2 separate regions of the Rattus norvegicus genome follow, and region 2 is linked to region 1. The links are chromatin contacts, called in public Hi-C maps. All regions are on one chromosome and are shown on one strand. The core of a region is the stretch at or near the end of the contact, and the rest is flanking DNA. Distances in the headings are between cores, read along the strand shown.

Evidence for each region. A called contact is a pair of places that touch in the nucleus more often than the background predicts.
Region 2: a Hi-C map of frontal cortex shows a contact between it and region 1, with 2.5 times the contacts expected there. The contact joins the enhancer-like site here to the promoter of Mroh5 in region 1. A contact is called at or near these places in 4 of 12 Hi-C or Micro-C datasets (frontal cortex, kidney and liver).

Annotation. Positions count from the first base shown.
Region 1 is chr7:107,624,802-107,628,612 of GRCr8, forward strand. Mroh5 (maestro heat-like repeat family member 5) reads right to left here and starts at 2,098. Exons shown (of 30, transcript XM_039080228.2): 1 at 1,724-2,098. The coding sequence starts at 1,896.
Region 2 is chr7:107,664,005-107,668,018 of GRCr8, forward strand. No RefSeq gene overlaps it. Among named protein-coding and RNA genes, the nearest start is that of Rpl29l5, 29 kb to the right of the region's middle. Within about 2 kb of position 1,702, at least 8 of the 93 cell types and tissues checked have an H3K27ac peak or open chromatin away from gene starts, as enhancers often do.

The DNA of each region.
Region 1 (3,811 bases), core at 848-3,347:
TATCACTGTCTTCTCTTTGGTCTCTTCACTGGCTTCTCTCTCTGACCTGGCAAGGACAGATGGCCCCAGGCTTTGCTCTGGATCTCTTCTCCACTCCCCTCCCCCCTCTCCTCTCCTCTCCCCTCTCCTGCACTCCCCTCCCCCCTCTATTTCTCTCTACCTCCTCCCTTCCTCCTCCCCTCCCTCCTCAGGTGATTGCTCTAAATCCCATTTCTCCAAGTCTGTCTCCAGCCAGCTGTGCTCTCCATGGGCCCATCTGAAGGCTACAACCCAACCCGTTCCAAATCAAACTCTCCATTCTCAGGCCTTGGTTGCTTCTCTTTTAGCTTTGCCTTTCTCTAGCAAGTGGTAGCCCGCATTTCCCCTCCTCCACAGAGCTCCACTCCACGTCTCCACACTAACTTTAAGATATCTTCAGAAGCAGGGCTCTTCTCCCTGCTGTCCTGGCCCCAGCGGCTTCACCCGGACCAGAGGCAGCTGCTATGTTACTAGTCTCCCTGCTGCTCTCCCTACTGTACCTCTATAAGTATACTCACCTGGTACAACGGTGGCCTGATAAAACCACCCTGTCCATGCCCAGGGCTGTGATGGAGTCACTGTCTCCTCTCCCAGGACCTACTGCAGTCCTCACTTCTCCAAAACTTGTCTCTACCAGCCCCTCAGAGAACTTCCTGTGCTCCCTTCTGTGGCTGCACCCCGCCCTGGTACTGAGCAGTATGACAGGACTTCCAAGGCAGCCAGGGAGGCAGGATAGGCTGCGGGGATAGGGGCAGGGATGTCATTGGCCCTCTGAGCTGTAGACTGAGGGTGTGGCCCTGCAGGTCCTGCCTGTGCATCTCAAACCATCTGCAGACCTGTCTCTCCCCACTGGGCTAGGTGGGTCACCTCCAGTTCATCTCTCCTCCTGGCATAACACCCCGCATCCTGCCCAAGGTTCTGACTCAAGAAGGCATTTGTTTATCTACGAAGGTGGAAGAACGGGCTTTGCTGTCTGGCCCATGGCTACAAACAGTACCTAGCCCAGAGCCGACTGCGCACAGCAGGAGCTCAGTAAGTGCACTATGTGAGAAAGATAACAGAGGCTCCTGGGCATCCGTGTGGCACTCTGTGGGTTTACTGAGCCCTCCCGCATGACTTTCCTCTCCTTAGGCCTTTGCCTGTAGCAAAAATGGATGTTGACCCCCATTGCATTGTGGGAACCCACATATTTTCCAGTCTGAGACTGAGACTGGCCTCCGTCCTGTCCTGGGGACCAGCATCTGGGGACCAGCATCTGCGGTCCTGCCAGGTTCCTGTAACCCCATATCTCCACCTGAGAGCTCCACTCTCCTTACCCTTACTTCCTCCTCACGGTAACCGAGCTGAAGACCCACACCACCAGGCACACAGTCTGATGTATTCACAGTAGTTAGCGTGGCTTTTGTTCAGTGACTCAGACATGTCCTGCCCCAACTGCTGCTTGCCGCCACCTGCTGGGTGAATCCTACTATCCTGGGCTTCCTGGCTAACTAGCCTCCTCCCCATCTTGAACTTTCCGCCCAGCGGTCTGACTTTTCCATACTTTTAGGACCTTGCAGGCCTCCACAGTCTGCTCTCAGGAAAGTGGATAGCTTTCCCTTTGGAGGGAGAGGTGACAAGGAGGCAGGAGAGGGGTCAGGGATGGAGGCAGGCCCCCTTTCGGTGTTGAGATAGAGCCCAGTTCTCACTCCCCAGTGGCCCTCACCTGGTTCTTTTGGCCGAGTGGCCTCTCCTTCCATGTCCCCCAGCCTCCTCACTCCGGGGACAAGCGTGGGACACCCCCTGCTGACTGTCGCGCCCGCCGCAGGTCCGGCTGCGCCCCCTGCGCCGCGCTTCCCTGACATTTACGGCGGCGACGCGCAGCTCTGGGAGGCGCATTTCCGTGGCATCGGGCGCGCCTACCGCGCTTTGGGCAAAGAGGACGACTTCGCTATCCGCGTGCTCACCGAGGACTTCACGCTGCCTTTCCCGTTCTCCTGGCCGCCAGGCCCGGACCCAGCCACTGGGCCGCTCTTCTACGACCCGCGGGACCGCGCGGGCTTCGACTTCCTGCTGCGCGGCCCCGGCGCACCGCCCCCCGCGCTACTGCGACCCCTGCACGCCACGGCGCAGGCAGCCGAGCGCAAGCGGCGCCTGGAGCGCCTGGCGCTGAGCTATGCGGGCGCTGGTCGGCCACCGGGCTTGGTGCTGCTGGCGCCCGCCGCCGCCTTCCCTTCTGAAGCTGGCCGTCCTGCTTGGCGCACCCTCGCCCGCGACAGCGAATAAAGCCTCTGCCTCTCTGGTCCCCGCATCGGGCCTCTTCCTGCACCGTGCGCCAGGGAAGCCGGGGAGGGGGCACGGGACACCATGCCTGCACGATCTCAACTGCCTAGTGAGTCTGAGAGTCACGTAGAAAAGGTGACCCTTGTCAGGCTGTTAGAATGAGATGATCCCGGGGAAAGGTGGGAGGTCAGGTCTCCACCTCCCAGCTGTCTTTCTTGCTCAGCACCAGGATGGGAAGTTACTGGACCTCACTTGGTGTGGACTGTCTGGCCTCCAAGGAGTAGCTGGATGCTGACCATCCTTGTGCCTCAGCGTCTCTGTTTTCTATGGCAGCCGCTAAGGATGCACAGGGGTAGAGTGTAAGCAGCGGGGAACGCATGTGAGAGGCAGTGTCAGGAAGGAGTTCTGACAGTCTCCAGCCTGCCTTCCTCTCTGTCCCCTCCCAGAAGAATGGTGTCTACTACTCCCTTGAAAATCTGAGAAAATTTCATTTGAGGCAGAAGTCTGTGTCGACAGTAGGTGGGCAGCAAGGAGGGACTGCCTGGCTCTGGTGACTTCTCTACATCGTGTGATATCAAGCAGTAAGGCCAACTGGCCTTTAGTGAAAGGACGGGGCTCCATCCTGCTTGGGGGCTTTGGGCTCCTGGCGTAGAGAGGCTGGTGCGCTGGAGGCCCGTTCCCACACAAGAGCATCTGGACTCAGAGATGTTGCTTCTGTTTTTGTTTGTTTCTTCTAATACAGGAGTTATTTATAATTTCCTAGTGCTGGGAGAAAAAAAAATCCAATTCTTGGCAGAACAACTTAGATGGAATGTTCACTTTAGGGGATGTGTTGGAGAAGCAGGGACAGGAGGAGGAAGAAAAAGAGGGAGGAGGAGGAGGAGGAAGAAGAAGAGGAGGGAGAAGAGAAGAAGAGTATGAGGTGGGCACAGCACAGCACCAAAGACAGCTTAGTGCTACAGAAGAGGGGATCTCTTCCTCCTCCTCCCCCCCTGCACTGGCCGGGAACTCTGACTTCTGCTTAGGGCTCCTTCCCACCTTGAGGATCTTCTCTTCAACTGTACAGAGATGCCCAACAGCATCTTCATGACGATGTTTGATTCCTAATGAGACAGCATCCATCTTGACTGTGTGCTAGCGTTTGTCTGTCCGTACGGTCTATTAGCTGTTTAGGCTCCTTAAAAAGCAGCCCTTAGATATTTAGTTATCCCCCAAACACAGGCAGGGTGTCAAGGAAGCCAGCTGAGCCAAGAAGGGATATGGAGGTGAGGCAGAGCACTCTGGGGGCAACTGGAGGCCAGCCTCCTCAGGTTCTGCAAAACCCAAAACAAACAACCCCTCTCCCAGCCATTTTGGGGCATTCCTCAAAGCCACTCTCCCAGGGACAGGAAGCTCCCTGCCTCTTCATTGGGAGAAGTCCTCCAGGACACTAAGTCCCCTAGGTCAGCTTGCCCTGCGGGGATGGACCATGAGCCTCCTCTTTCTCAGCAGTGATAGGCTCACTTTATGATTACAGTATAATAATGAAAAA
Region 2 (4,014 bases), core at 452-2,951, 39 kb after region 1:
TCACCTCAGCCTAGGTGGAACCCTGTCTTCTCTCATTTACAGATGGGGAAACTGAGGCCCCATGAACTTACACAGTGACTACCAGTCACATAATTGTAAGCATCAGCGACTAGGTCCTCAGTAGTACACATAAACATAGTAGGTGGTCACTGTGTTATCCCAGACTCCCCTCCCGTCCCTTCTTGGTTACTAGCTCCCAGTCCCCTGCCTTAGCTGTTTCTGGTGACCTTGTTTCTCCATGGACCAGGGCTCTTCTACTGCAAACACAACGCTTGGGTCAGAGCTCATCCCTGACCAAGAAGCTCTGTGATGAGAAAATCATGTCCCTTGCAGCCTCTGGAAGGCTGAGGCTGCAGGTTTTACACGTTCGAGCTGACCAGGCTCAAGGAGGTAGAATATCACAGGTCCCACCCCTTCATCTGTACACATAACATCTACATCTGCATGCAAGGACTCACAGAGAGCAGGAAGTAGGGGCATACTCTATCCTGTATAGAGAGGAGAGGTGGTCTTAGCCCAGAGGGGGATGTCCTGTGATGGGGGATGCATCTCATTGGGGTTCATAGGAGCCTAGAGGGCAGGCTGAATGTGCAGACGACCTGGGAGAGGGGTATTGAGAACTTTGTTGGGAACAGAAGGCTATTTATGTAGGTCATAGTGAAAAACCTGTGTAACCATGGTGAGGTACCAACCAGTGCTACAGGCTGAACCAACCCAGGGGACATGCCAGAGGAAGGAGGTATCATCCAGTGGAGGGCAGCAAGTGGCCTTGAAGTACAGGAAGCCTGGAGGTCTTGGCTCTGCTACCCTGTAACCCCAGCTCCAACAGCCTCTCTCTTGCATAGGTGACACCATGGTGTTTTCTAGGCTAAGGCCTGTGTATGTAGGCAGAAGGTAACATTGGTACACAGTCCCAGAGGACTCCTCGACCTGTCCTTGTCTCCTAGATCCTGAAGTCTCCTTCCAAGACCTCAGCTCACGGGTTCAGATGTGGGTCTGACTATGTGAGGTGCCTGCATGACAGGGACACGGGTGGCATCCCTGTCTAGCTATCAGTGTGCATCTGATGGTATAACAGGTGGTGTCAGTTCCGGTGTTCATGGCACTGGTACCTAGGCCTGGGCAACCTGTTTTTTCCACCTGTCCTGCCTGTGAGGGCTGCTCCCATGGTCAAAAACAGTGACTGAATAGGGTCATAGGACTAAATGAAGATGCTGGCCTAGCTGAACAGTGTCATGGGGGACTTGAACCTGGGTCACTGACAGCAGATGCCACATTGTTTTGGGATAGGTGCTAAAGTCCTCATGTTGGGGTACTGTAGACTCTTACATGGGATCTTGAACTCCACAGACCCTGGCCTACGCTTTCCTATTTTAATCGACCGGCCAGTCAACGGAAACAGCTCAAGGCCCCTCGGTTAAGTTCCGTGTGGCCTACACCGAGCAGCACAAGTCTGATTTTCCAGCCACAGGCAGCTGTGCCCCTTGGGCTTCATCTCTGCTCCTGCCAGTGTTGACCCCGAGCGCCTGCAGGAGCTGCCCTCCCCTTGGAGGAGAGCAGTGGTTCTGGGCTCCCTCCAGGAGGCAGCCCCTTGAGAGGAGACTGGCTCCTGCTGGCTTCCAAACCCGACACACTTGCCCGGAGTTGTGGGAGGCAGAGGGAAGTTGACAAGCTGAATAAATTAGGGTGCGATTACTTTTTAGCAGACGTCATCTGAAACAGCTTGAGGCCCGTTAGTTAAGCACGCCAGGCTGCATGTGCAGAGGGGAGGGTAGCCAGTTCTCTTCGTCTGCAGAAGGTTCTGGATGGTGCTGCAGGGTTCAGCCTGCAGGCCTAGGCCCTCCCATTTCTGGGGACCATGGTTAGGAGGAGCCTGAAGCTTACTGTCCACATTCCATTTTCTGTGGGAGCCCTGGGCAGGGAGTGTCCCTTGTTCGCAGCAGTTGTCTGGTAGGCTCAGCCTGCTGTGATGATGGTTTGGAGACTCCAGAATTCTGAGAGCCAGAGCTTGTCTGTTCATTCAGGAGTTATTTATGAGAGCTTAGTGGGCCAGAGGCAATGGCGCCTGGATTTAGCAGTGCACTAGAGCCAGAAATCTGCCACTTCTACCACATCTAAGCTAAGGGTGATTCATACCCCAGGTGATAGGGTTCAGTCGCGTGCTTCCCGGGTGCCCTCCAGAAGAAGACACTGCAAACGTGATCGTGCTGGTGACCTCTCTCTGGCTGAGTGTGAGGGCACTGGTTTACAGACACAGAAGCTGGACATGGAGAGGGCACGTGGCTCACCCAGGACCACTCAGGGTAGGCATTTGCATAGTGGTGGTTCGACTCCATCTCCCCGATCCCCAGCCTAGGGATGGGAAGCTGGTAAGACACACAAGGCTTTGGCCCCTGGAGTAATGAACACCAGATAGGCAGAGCCCTGGGACAGGCTTCGGCTGGCCTGGTTTGCACTGGCTTGTGGCTGCCAGGGTGGTCATTTTGGAGGTGGTGGCCTCTGAGTTGAGACCACACAAGGAGGAAGTATGAAGTTAGCTGCAGTAAGGGGGAGTATAGGGAAGAGGTGTGGAGAATCAAGGACCTGTTCAACGAGAGGAAGGGTTACCCCTAAACCCCAATCACCCATGGCAACATTGTCTGGATTCTTGGTGGACTTATACTAGTCAGCTTCAGAACTTCCAAATATCTCAGCACTCTGACCTCCACCAGGTCTCACTGCCTCTACCCCACAACCTCCCTGTGCCTCTGTGGAAATTACATCTCTTCCTGTCCTGGCTCCCTGCCCACCCAGCCCGTAGTCACCTCCTCCAGGAGCTTGAGGGATAGTTCAAGGCATGGTTGGTGTGCCTTTCCTCCAACACCTCTCCTGGAAAGCCCTCTTTCACTTGAAGAGTCCTTTCAAAACTACACTGGTGGGGGCTGGAGAGATGGCTCAGTGGTTAAGAGCACTGGCTGTTCTTCCAGAGGTCCTGAGTTCAATTCCTAGCAACCACATGGTGGCTCAAAGCCATCTGTAATGGGATCTGATGCCATCTTCTGGTGTTTTGGAAGACAGCTACAGAGTACTCATGTACATAAAAACAAAACGAAAACAAACAAAAAACCAACTATACTGTCACTGAGGCTGTGGGAGTGGGGATTGACCCCTTTGAAGCTCCAAGGGACAAAATACCCTTAAGTAGGCTGTGTGGCCTAATACAGGATCCAGCGTGACCATTGGACAACGAGCCACAATTTTTAAGAGCTCACTGTGCACCCAGTGCCTCTCTGGATGTTTCTTACAGCAGCACCCGTTGTCCTCCTCTGTCTCCAAGGAAGTGAGCCCAGAGAGTCTATGAGGCTCTCTGAGGTCATGCAGTGAGAAAGTAGAGAAAAAGCAGGTTTGAACCCAGGTACCTGCTGGGCCCACACCTCTCCTCTCCTCATCTCTTGTGACTGAGTCTGTCAGTGAGTTGGGCTAAGTTAGGTAGGTGGGTTTCAGTGTCTGGACCCTGGGAGAAAGGTCTGGGCTGAAGTTGAGAATTCCATAGGTAGAGTCAACAGAACAGCCCCTAAGTCCTCAAAGACAGGAGGAGGGGGAGCACATGCCCCATCCCTGGGTAATCTGCAGAACCCTAGATTGTCTCAAGAACAAGGACCAGAGAGCAAGTAGCCTTCTGGGATCCAGTTGGGTCCTCAGGCCAGGACTCAGCATGCCACCTCTATGTTGTGACCACATGGTTTGCTTCTCCTCCCTTGGTGGGGCAGTGTGCACTGGCAAAGGGTTGTGGGAGCCATAGTGGGTTTCTAGAGAGTCACAATTATTTGAACTAATCAGGAAGGGAAGAAATGGGTCAGTGTTGGGAGTACCTTCTCCTTCTCAGGGACCCCATGGGTCCACTGTCGGTCGAGTGTGAAGGTAGTGCATGGGGTCCCGATGCAGGGTGAGTTGAAGTTTGGCCCCTCAGAGGCGTAGTATACAGAGCATGTTGACTTTTCCAGCTTTTCAGACACCTAGGAGGAGGTGTGGGCA